2 separate regions of the Mus musculus genome follow, and region 2 is linked to region 1. The links are chromatin contacts, called in public HiChIP or PLAC-seq maps. All regions are on one chromosome and are shown on one strand. The core of a region is the stretch at or near the end of the contact, and the rest is flanking DNA. Distances in the headings are between cores, read along the strand shown.

Region 1 (5,442 bases), core at 2,639-5,138:
TCATCTCGTTCTGGGGCACTCACATTTACACAAGAGCTGGAAGGAACCAGTTTGTCTGTTTTGTTCCCCCCTCCCCGCAAGCGTATTTTTTATTTCATTCATATGAGTGTTTTGCTTGTGTGCCTGTGCACCACACGGATGCAGTGCCGGTGGATGCCAGCAGAGGGCACTGGATCCAGTCAATCCAGATTTACAGACCGCTGTGAGCCACTGTGTGGGTGCTGGGAACTGAACCCAGCTCCTCTAGAAGAGCAGCGGCGCTCTTACCCGCGGGGTCACCTCATCCCTCACCCTTTCATGTAAAGTGCGCTGCCCTCCCTTCTCCGCAGCTCTGCTTTCCTCAGAAGCTCAGCCTCTGGTCTCTGAGTCTTTTTGGAGAGGAGCTCTAGAAAATGTCTGACTTGAGGCTACCTCAGACTCTCCAGTAGTCTGCCAACTGCTAGCTTTTCTAGTTTTGTTTTTAGACGGTTTCACTACGCAGCCCAGGGTAGCTTCAAATTTGAAATCTTCCTGGAAAAAAAGTGCTACACATCTGTAACCTAAGCGCTTGGAAAGTGGAGGCAGGAGAGTCAAGAATTCCAGGTCAGTCTTGACTACATAGCAAGTTCTAAGCCAGTCTGGGCTATGCGGGACCCTAATTGAAGAACCAAGAAAAGGCCAAATCACCTTCTTACCTCATCCTCCCAAGGGCTGGAGGATGAGGCTTTTTTAAATAAATAAATATAAATATATATATATATATATATATTTTTTCAGGAATGGGTTTTTTTTGTACAGCCTTGGCTGTCCTAAAAGTAGCTCTTTAGACCAGGCTGGCCTCCAACTCACAGAGATCTGCCTGCCTCTGCCTCCCAAGTGCTGGGATTAAAGGTGTGCACTACCACTGCCTGGCTGGCATCAGGCTCTTACAATGTCCTGTTCTAGACCATGAGAGTGGCACCTAGAAACCTCTAATCATTGTTTAAGCTTGAAGAGACCAGCTAACTCCATCTTGTCTTCCTGACTTGTTCTGAGTCATGCTCTCTGGCAGTTACTGTGGATTCCAGGAATTACAGGTCTGACTGATAAACATCGTGGGTTTGTAGTCAAAACTATGCCTCAAACAGCAGCAACTTTGCTACTCTGCAGAAGGTTCTGTATAATCCACTCCGAGATAATGATTACCCAGGCCACAGCAGGAGCAAGACTGCTTTTGCCACCAACCTTTGTCCCTGACATAAACTCAGAGCTCTCCTGAGCGCCATGAACACAGGGTGGAGAAGGCTGCTTCCTGTTTCTTGCAGGATAGCTGAATGAAATCAACTTCTGTCCTGCGTCAACCACTTTTTTTTCCATTTTGTCTTTTGGGGTGAGTGGCCAGGCATGATTTATTGAGCCAGACTTCTGGCCTAGAACTCAATATGACATTAATAATAGCATTGAGTTGTTAAAATATTCTGAACTTGGCCTGAAATGCTGGCTTCTCTGTCAGTAATTTTTTATATTGATTTATTTCATGTGTATGACTTCTGCTTGTGTATATGCACGTATGCCACATGTGCATGGTGCCCTTGGAGGTCAGAAGGAATCCACTGATCTCCCTGGAACTGAAGTGATGACTAGTGTGACCCATCATATGGAATGCTGGACACCAAACCTGGGTCCTCTGCAAGAGCAACAAGGGCTGTTGAGCCATCTCTCCAAAACGATCCACTTTTTTGGAGACATGATCTTGCTATAAGGCAGCTATCCTCCTGCTTCAGCCTCCCACATATCGAGACTACAGGCTTGCACCATCATGTCCCAGGTCACCATTTATCTTCTTTTTATTATTTAATTAATGTACCAGGATATGATGACCAGGATGCTCTTGAAAGACAAGGTATCTTAGGTGTGGTGTTGAGGATGCCCCACTCACAAGGTAGTAGTATTTCAACTGGAACCTGGATGACAAGAAAGAAAAGAGTGGAAAATGAAGGGGAAAGCAATCTAAACAAAGAGAGGCTCAAATCCAAAGGTCTAGAGATGGAATGCGCTGGGTTTGTTTTGGGGTGGTGGCCAGGCCAGCATGGCTGGAGTAAACTGGCAAGCACAGCAGTGGCGTCAGTGAGGCCGGTGTCACAGGCTGGGGAGAGGTCCTGTGGGCCAATAAAGGCATAGGGATGAGTTTAGATTGTATTAAGAGTGGCAAAAAACCCTCAGAGGAGTTTAGAGAACGACAATATCGAATTCACACTTTAAAGCACCCACTCTGGCTTCTCCATGGAGAAGGGAGCGGGGCTGGAGTTCACTAAAAAGACATTGGCGATGAGGCCAGACTACAGAGGGGTCCTGGAGCAGAGGGGTGGTTGGAACATGGAGCAAAACCAGATGATTGATTATATATACATACATATATATATTTTATTTTCTGAGACAGGAAGGATGAGTTTTGTGGAAATGATCAGAGAATTCTTACGCTGGGCTAGACTGCGACACAGTGGCAGTACTGGAGGGACTGAGAGGAGTGGCTAATGAGCTGGGAGCCATGGGGGGAGGTGTTAAAGAGAGGGTGGGACAGGAGGAGTAGATGTGAGAGGCCATTGGTCTTTATGAATGAGTGTTGTAACCCTGAGTGTGAGAGGCTGTGACTAGTTCATTTTTAAGTTAGCATTTTCCTAAGTTGTATTCCAGAAAACTGTGACTCAGAGAGGTTAAATGACTTCTTCAAGATCACACAGCTAGAAACTGTTTAAAAAAGAAAACGAACAACAGGATCTGCTCACTAACGCCAGTGCTGAGGGGGAAGCTGAGCAAAGAAATAAGCCAGCGGGGCGCTGGTGGGTAAGGCTGGGCCAGATCACGAAGGAACTGGATCACCAGACTTGTCTTCCTCTGCAGGTAAGGATGAGGACCGTGCTTTGCAGACTGTCCTATGGCCAGTACCACGATCAGCAGTGGGACTGTGGAAAGTGCCTGGCTAGATTGAAAGCTCAGGACTTTTTATTTAAAAAGTATAGTGTTGGCACTGTAGATACTGGGGATACAATTATAAGCAAATCAAACACAATTCTTGTCCACATGAGAGTTTTTGTTGTTGCTGCTGCTGCTGTTGTTGTTTGAGACAGAGCCTCATTATGCAGCCATGGCTAGACTGGAACTGTCTATGTATGTATGCTTGCTTCTGCCTGCTGAGACTAAAGGCATGTGCCACCAGGCCCGGCCACGTGGGAATGTAACTAATCAAATAAACATGCAACCAAGTTTAGAACCTAAACCCCAAGAGCCAAGTACAGGAAAGTTGGTAACTTAGGAACTGTGATTTGACCTACAGAGGGAATAAAACCTCCTTGTTGAGACCTAGTCATCTACTGACACTAGTTCTAGGCCGTACTTTGCTGAGGAACTCACTGTGAGTTTAGGTAACTAAGTCATTGCCTTTCTGAGCCTCAGTTTCCCCATACATAAAGATAGGAGCACCGTGACATCTTAATTTTCCTTCTCTTCTGGCGGTCTGACCTTTCTCCACTGTCCACGGGTCTGTTTAGTACCCACGTTCTAAATGGCACCTGCATTCCAGGAAAGGCTTAAGTTCTCAGTAGCCATGGCAACCGCCTGGGCGTTAGAAGTAAAGTGATCACGACAGTGACGTAACTAATATGCGTCAGGTTATAATATGGCCTTGCCAGGTTATAATATGGCCACCACAGAAACAACTGACCAAGTCTCCCCATTAGATAACTACAGCTGGCCAGGCCCGAGGTCCGCTGCAGGTCACGAAAAATAAAAACAAACGAGCCACTACGGTCAACAACACTTCCGGACACTCCTACCCAGCCCTCTGTAAGGTACCAGCTCACCGCCTGTGACTTCCGTTTGTTGACCGGAAGATTGACAGCCTGTCCGTCCAATCACAATCGGACCCGCCCCAAAATCCAACCAGGAGCGGCATTGGGAGCAGGAAACTCCGCCTACCACAGTTGTGTGACGTCATAACCGCCATGGCCAGCTATCCAAACGGACAGGTGAGTTGTAGTGGCCCCTGCGTCAATATTTGGGCTTGTCTATAGATCCGGTACCACTCTCCATCCTCGGCTCTTTCTCCCCACTTGATCCGCAGCCTTTTCACGCAGAGGTTTACTTCAACAAGACTCTGTGTGAGCGAGAAACAGGAGGGCCAGTCCGTCGCGCTCGTTTTACGTCACATAGGACCACTCGAGGGGTTGTTTATATTGCGCAAAACTGGCTTTGGGGGTTTTGCTGTGAATTGATCCGGGCTGAACCGGACCAGGGTGCTTAACTCAGGTCTCCGTGGGGCGGAGTCCTCTGTGCTCTCGAGGCGTTTAGAGCTCTTTTTCCCTTGGAGTCTTTCTGGGCGTAACTTGATAAAAACAAGTTGCCCGACTCTCTCAGCACCGTCCTGCGACCGAATAATCTCGGGACAATCAGTGGTAGGAGGTACCAGAAGTGAGATTACACCCCTCACGGTTGTCCAGCGTCCTTTCACACGTAGGAAAAGTGAAACCCAGAGAAGATATGGAGTTTATCTAAGTTACCAAGTAGTTAGGCAGCAGAGCCAAGGTCAGAACTTGGGTTGTCTGCAACTGCTTCTTCCTTCCTTTCTAGCCTGCCTTGAACCAGCCGGGAACATCATTTCAGTGTGATTTATTTTGTGGCCAGAATTAGGTGACATAGAGGTGCCAAATGCAGTTTTGAGTTAAAAGTGGAGCCAGATCTTTGCCGCATTAGTTTTAAGTCTTTTTTTTTTTTTTTTTTTTTTCCTGATCCAGTTTCCTCTCATAAAATGGACCAAGTAGTAAGAGTCCACCCCTCACAGAGTTATTAGGAAGAACGATGTGATTCCTGTAGGCATATGCTATGCTATACGGTAAAGTGTAACATCACTTTGTAGGAGTTTTCAAAGCAGGCCCCTCACTTCGAAATAATTTGGACAAAATAATCGTCCTGATCACAGAGTAGTTTAAGAGATTAGTCTCATGTATGGAAAGTGGAATGCAAAGTCAAATGGGTTATTACCAAGCTTTGATTGGCCATAGTCACAGACTAAAAGATATTTAAAGGCCTATGTGGTTTATATAGCATTTCTTACATTTACTTTGTGTGTGTGTTGGGGGTGGGGAGAGGGCGGCTACACATGTGCACATGCACAGGAATTATTTTTTTCTCTATCATGTGGGTCTTGGGGATCAACCTTCTTGGGCCTTTCAGCAAGCCCCTTTACCCACTGAGTCATCTTGCTGGCTCCCACACAGCAGTTGGGCCCCCATTGTGCCCATATGAAGACCCTGTAAGCATGCAGGGCTTATTATTTTGACTTATAGCTGAGGAGCAAACCCAGAGAGGCTTAGAGGTCTCACATAGCTGGTGAGGGTGAGGCCAGGGTTAGAGCTTTGAATTCCACTTATTGCATACTTGGCAGAAGTGAGTAGAGGCCAGTGTGGGCTCCAAGTAGGAAGAACTACC
Region 2 (5,117 bases), core at 1,985-4,484, 91 kb after region 1:
AAGTTACATAATAGGACCTCTCCCACACCCAAAATCTGTTTATCTAAATGATGCAACAAACATTATTTTAAAAAACACAGTGGGTTAGTATTTCGTAACACTAATAGCTAAAAAAGAAAATAGCACTTTTAACTTTGGAGCAATTAGGACCTTTGTACACGGCTGATGGGAATGTGGTGCGAACTGTTAAACAGTTTCCAGAAGTAGGCATTTATCCGACGTATTAACTAGCAACGCCATCTCTAGATGCTTAGCAAGGTCGCTGGTCCAATTTCAGGTCTGTAGTAAGAAATGCACAATGAGATAGCAGGGAGGGGAGGAGAACAGGAGGGAGGGAGAGGCACACAGAGAGAAACACAATGCAAAGGGTTTCCTGATGCTGAACATGCATTCATTGCTTAGGCTTGTCAAAAAGGAAAAAAAAAATCAAACATACTCGGGATTAAGCCTGTAATAACTATGCACCAGTGAGCAGGGAGTCAGTGGGGGAACACAAGCCCTGCGCTGTGGGGCTGCACTTGGCAGCCATGGTGGCAAACCCTGACAAATGGCCTGCTTTCACAAACAAATGACTTACAAGAGGAAAAGAGATAGAAAGGCTAAATAGGATGCTAGGAAACATCAAAGCAAGCACAGCTCTGACAATGAGGAACCTGATCCTCTACCTTCTCCTGGGGCTCTTTAAGCTGTGTTCGGATTGGCTTCCTGTTACTGGGACCAAACACTCTGGGCACTAGCGAAAGCCACTTGGGAAAGAAAAGGGTTTATTTCAGCCTAAACTTCGCTGAGTCCGGGCAGGACCGGGCAGGACCTCAACGGCAGGAACCTGGAGGCAGGAATGGAAGCAGATACCGCAGAGGGACACTGCTTGCTGGTTTTGCTCGGGCTGGTTCGTGCTCACCTCTGGCCTGATCGCTGTTGGCACCATCCACAGTGGTCTGGACCCTCCCACAACAATTTACAATCAGGGCTGTCCCCACAGGCGTGGCTGCAGAGCGATCTGGCAAGTTGACATAAGGATTAACCAGGACAGTTGGGATCTGGTGACAACGTTGTTGTCTTGTTTCAGCTGGATGGACCGCAGTAGGGTGAAAGGTTGAAGGTTTTTTTATCATAAAAATTAAAATATAAATTACACACCAATCGTGACGATTAGAGGGTTTCAACAGAGTGGCATTGGAAATCTCCTAGGAGACAGGCTTCTGGGCGTGTCCTCAAGGGAGTTTCTAAGTTGGGTTCAATAGGGTGGGAAGACTCACCCTAAATATGGGGTGCGCCATTGCCTTGGCTGGAGTTCTAGACTGAATAAAACAGAGAGAGAGAGAGGGAGAGGGAGAGGGAGAGGGAGAGGGAGAGGGAGAGGGAGAGGGAGAGGGAGAGGGAGAGGGAGAGGGAGAGGGAGAGGGAGAGGGAGAGGGAGAGGGAGAGGGAGAGGGAGAGGGAGAGGGAGCGCTAGCTCTCATGCTCACGAGCCAGCTGAGCAGCTGCAGTTTATCTCTCTGCCTCCGGTTCCTGTGACCAGCTGTCTTGAGTTCCTGTCACCCGCCTTCCCTGCAAGTGATGGGCGATAGCCTCAAACCCTGAGCCAGAACAACCCTCCCTTCCTCAACGCCGCTTTTGTTTTGTCACAGCAAGAAAACATCGAAATTGTACAAACCCAAAACCATATCCAAAAAAAGGAAGTTGGGGTGATGTTTTCTCTTTGGGGACAGGGGTGAGAACCTGGGGGGAATACAGGGAGAGCCTCTTCGGCAAATGGTAGTGGCCAGGCTTTGGCTTTAGACATGAGCCACTACCCGGCGCCTTGTTTTACACGGTATTTTATTTATTTATTTATTTATTTATTTATTTATTTTAAAGATTTTTTTAAAAAAAGATTTTGTTTTAAGCATGTGTGTGCATGTGTGCATTCATGTATGCATGTGCTTGTGTGTCTGCTTCAATATTTTCAGGTATCCCTGGAGGTCAATAAAGGGCCTTAGATCCTTTGGAGCTAGAATTACAGGCAGCCGTGAACTGCCTGACGGGAGCTGGAGACCAAGCTCAGAGCCACTGGAAGAGCGTGCCTTAACCACTGAGTCATCTTCCCATGGCGCCTTTGTTTGTTTGTGTTTGGTTTGGTTTGGTTTGGTTTGGTTTGGTTTGGTTTGGTTTGGTTTGGTTTGGTTTGGTTTTTCAAGACAGAGTTTCTCCATGTAGCCCTGGCTGTCCTGGAACTCACTCTGTAGACCAGGCTGTCCTCAAACTCTGAAATCTGCCTGCCTCTGCCTCTGGAGTGCTGGAATTAAAGGTATATGGTACCACCGCCTGGCTTCTATGGTGGCTTTTAATCAGTGTGGTTTCTTGCATTTGTGCTGTATTTAAGCATAAAACCGATCTGGGGACTAGGAAGATGGCTCAGTGGATAAAGGCACTCGCTGCCAAACCTGACCTCAATTTGATTCCCTGAAGCCACAGGATGGAAGGAGAGAGCCAACTCTCCCAGGCTGTCCTCTGATCGCCACATGCATGCCATGGTATGTGCCCACCCCTTACTCCCCCACCCCCTAGTCCCTCACCTCTGACAAAGTAAACAAATAAATATAAATTAATGTTTAAAATTTTTAAATTTCACTGTAGAGTTTAAGTATTTTACTTTTTAAAGCTTGATTTTTTATTTATGTGTATGAGTGTGTGTGTGTGTGTGTGTGTGTGTGTGTGTGTACTACCTGCATAGGGATGCCAGCAGAGGTCAGAATAGGATGTTCCTGGAGTAGAAGTTATAGGGAGACTTGTAAGTCACCTGATGTGGGCTCTGGGATCTGAATTCAGGTCCCTGCAAGAGCAACATAGGGTCTTAACTGCTGAGTCACCTGTCCAGTCCTTGGATTTTGTTTTAAGGAGAACCTTCCAGACTACTTATTAAACACGCAGACTCCTGGTCTCACCTCCCAGAGATGATCCAGTGGGTCTGAATGAAGATCAGCTTTAAGCAACTAAGATGTTTGACGACAACAATAGCGTCTAACTTTGGGGGAAGTTATATAAGAATTTCAGGTATTTCCCTCTTTTTACAAAGCTCCCATTGCTGTGTGGATGCCGTGTATATGCCGGTAACCCCAACAGTCAGGAGACTGAGGCAGGAGGCTAATGAGTTCCACGTCTCCTCTTTGACCTCCTAGGTCAGCCCAGACCTGTCAGCCTCTCTGGTCAGTGCTTCTGGGCCAGCCTCCTCCCCAGCCTATGAGCTGTCTTCTGTATCCTCTGATTCCATCTGTGCGTCACCTTCTCGGGCACTCCCTGAATTCCCTTCGTCATCCAGCACGTTCTATCATTCTCTAGTTTATCTCCTTATCTACTTCCTGTCTCCCTCCACTCCCACAAGGATGCCCTTGCAAAAGAGCTGTGATCTCTCTTGTTCCCTTCCTGACTAACCCTGGGGCCCACGGCAATGTGGCAAAGAGTAAGTGCTCAGTAAGCATTATGAATGAATGAAGTAGGCAAGGACAAATGACTACTGAGAATCGTCTCTCTAGACTATTAGCGCCTCAGAAGGTGTGGGGTGGGGTTGCAAAAGAAAAAGAGGAAAGGGGGGTGGTGCTGCAATGGATCAACGTGTCTTGCCACCAATTCTGGTTTCAGGATTTCGATCCCCACAACTCCACAAAGGTTGGAAGAGAAGGGAACCAACTCTTGGAAGTTATCCTTTGGTTGCCACGTGGTCATCGTGGCAAGAGTGTGTCCCCTGGAAACACACTCACACACATACAAAATAAACGAAGGTTTAAAGGGGCGGGGACGGGTGAGAGGCGGGGATGGTGGTGGTGGAGACTCATTTGGCCTTTGATAACTGGAGTTCAGAAACCCAATGGGAGCTCAACCCAGGCGCAATGCCGATCACGGCCAGTAGGTGGTAGAAAGGCACCGTGGCTGAAGCATAGACTAAGCAGGGCACCTAGCACCTGGGTTGATCCTGAGCCATGTTTGCTGTGCTCAGACCTCGCTGAAGAGTGGGACCCACCGAGGACGGTAGACTTTAATCCCTGGCTTTCGTACTGGCGAGGGGACCCAGGGAAAGCTGCTTCTACATGTGGGTAGGAAAAAGTCCCGAGGACTTCCGGGGTCGTGGGTGGAGTCGGGATCTGCAGAGATCCCGGGCCACCTCAAGTGTCAGGCATCTCCCAGTCTTTGTACCTCCATCAACCTCCACCCACTCTGTACCTGTGCCCACGGCAGGACACGGATGAGGACAAACCGACAGCTCTCTGACTCCAGCTGTCCTTGCACAACCCGCAGCGGTGCGCAGGCGAATCCTCTCCCAGCCTTGTTCTGGCTGTGTGCCTGCTCCCTTCTGGGAACAAGAAGCTCCTCCTGCCCTCTTCTCTTCGTGATGGCCTTGGTACTTGAATCACTGGGAAGCGAATCTGAGGAAAATTCAGCCTGCTGGCTCCAGTGCTCTACACAGGCTTCGATGCATCACTCGCCCTCCACCCTGCCCTGCTTGGCTTGAGGGCTAACCCGCTTCCCGCCTGGCTTCTAAGCCTTCTTTCTCTTCCTTGACGGATTTTGCTCTTGGAATTCAGAGCATGATTTCTCACCCTAAAATGAACCCTCCCTCTTCCTTTGGTCCCCGTCTTCCTGCAGCCTTCCCTTCCGTTTCTGCTACAGTACATCTCCCTGAGGAGCTGTCCGTGCTGGGCTCCCTCACACTCCTTGGACCCCAGAAGCCCATCAGTGGCCTCCGCCTCATCTTGTTTTTTCCCTCACCTCATCTCGTTTCTTTCATCAGCAGCCTTGGATACAGCCGAGCATCCTTTTCTTCTTTTTCTACTGCTGATGTCCTTGACCCAGAACTGTGGAGGCCACCCAATATTGTCCCCTCTCGTTCTCTCATCTTGACCTCTCCTTAGAAACTGGTTCTTGTAGGGTGTAGGGCCCTCCAAACTTGTTGAAGCAGAGCCTTGATTTCCACCCACCCAACCCCCATTCCCCACCCTAGCCATGAAAGGGCAGCCCTGGCCCTAAACCTTGAAGTCCGATTTTGTTGTTGTTGTTGTTGTTTTGTTTTGTTTTTCGAGATAGGGTTTCTCTTGTATAGCCCTGGCTGTCCTGGAACTCACTTTGTAGACCAGGCTGGC

Evidence for each region. HiChIP or PLAC-seq counts read pairs in DNA pulled down with a chosen protein or histone mark.
Region 2: a contact with region 1 is called in an H3K27ac HiChIP or PLAC-seq map of trophoblast stem cells, with 2.5 times the contacts expected there. The contact joins the enhancer-like site here to the promoter of Pef1 in region 1. A contact is called at or near these places in 2 of 39 promoter capture datasets (HPC-7-derived erythroid cells and embryonic stem cells), 4 of 15 datasets of contacts at CTCF or cohesin (the NIH/3T3 cell line, embryonic stem cells and pro-B cells), 40 of 484 Hi-C or Micro-C datasets (the 3T3-L1 cell line, 3T3-L1-derived adipocytes, the C2C12 cell line and 25 more), 26 of 115 datasets of contacts at active chromatin or transcription factors (the HPC-7 cell line, the SCID.adh cell line, T-cell acute lymphoblastic leukemia and 14 more) and 3 of 9 other capture datasets (adipose tissue, embryonic stem cells and pancreatic islet).

The regions. Positions count from the first base shown.
Region 1 is chr4:130,103,668-130,109,109 of GRCm38.p6, forward strand. Pef1 (penta-EF hand domain containing 1) reads left to right here and starts at 3,889. Exons shown (of 5, transcript NM_026441.4): 1 at 3,889-3,983. The coding sequence starts at 3,960. Gm40258 (a long non-coding RNA gene) reads right to left here and starts at 4,451. Exons shown (of 2, transcript XR_868200.3): 1 at 3,934-4,451; 2 at 1,788-1,922.
Region 2 is chr4:130,195,202-130,200,318 of GRCm38.p6, forward strand. No RefSeq gene overlaps it. Among named protein-coding and RNA genes, the nearest start is that of Tinagl1, 23 kb to the left of the region's middle. Within about 2 kb of position 3,235, at least 54 of the 459 cell types and tissues checked have an H3K27ac peak or open chromatin away from gene starts, as enhancers often do. A contact at or near this core is called in the G1E-ER4 cell line, cerebral cortex, cortical neurons and 3 more, where this site is marked.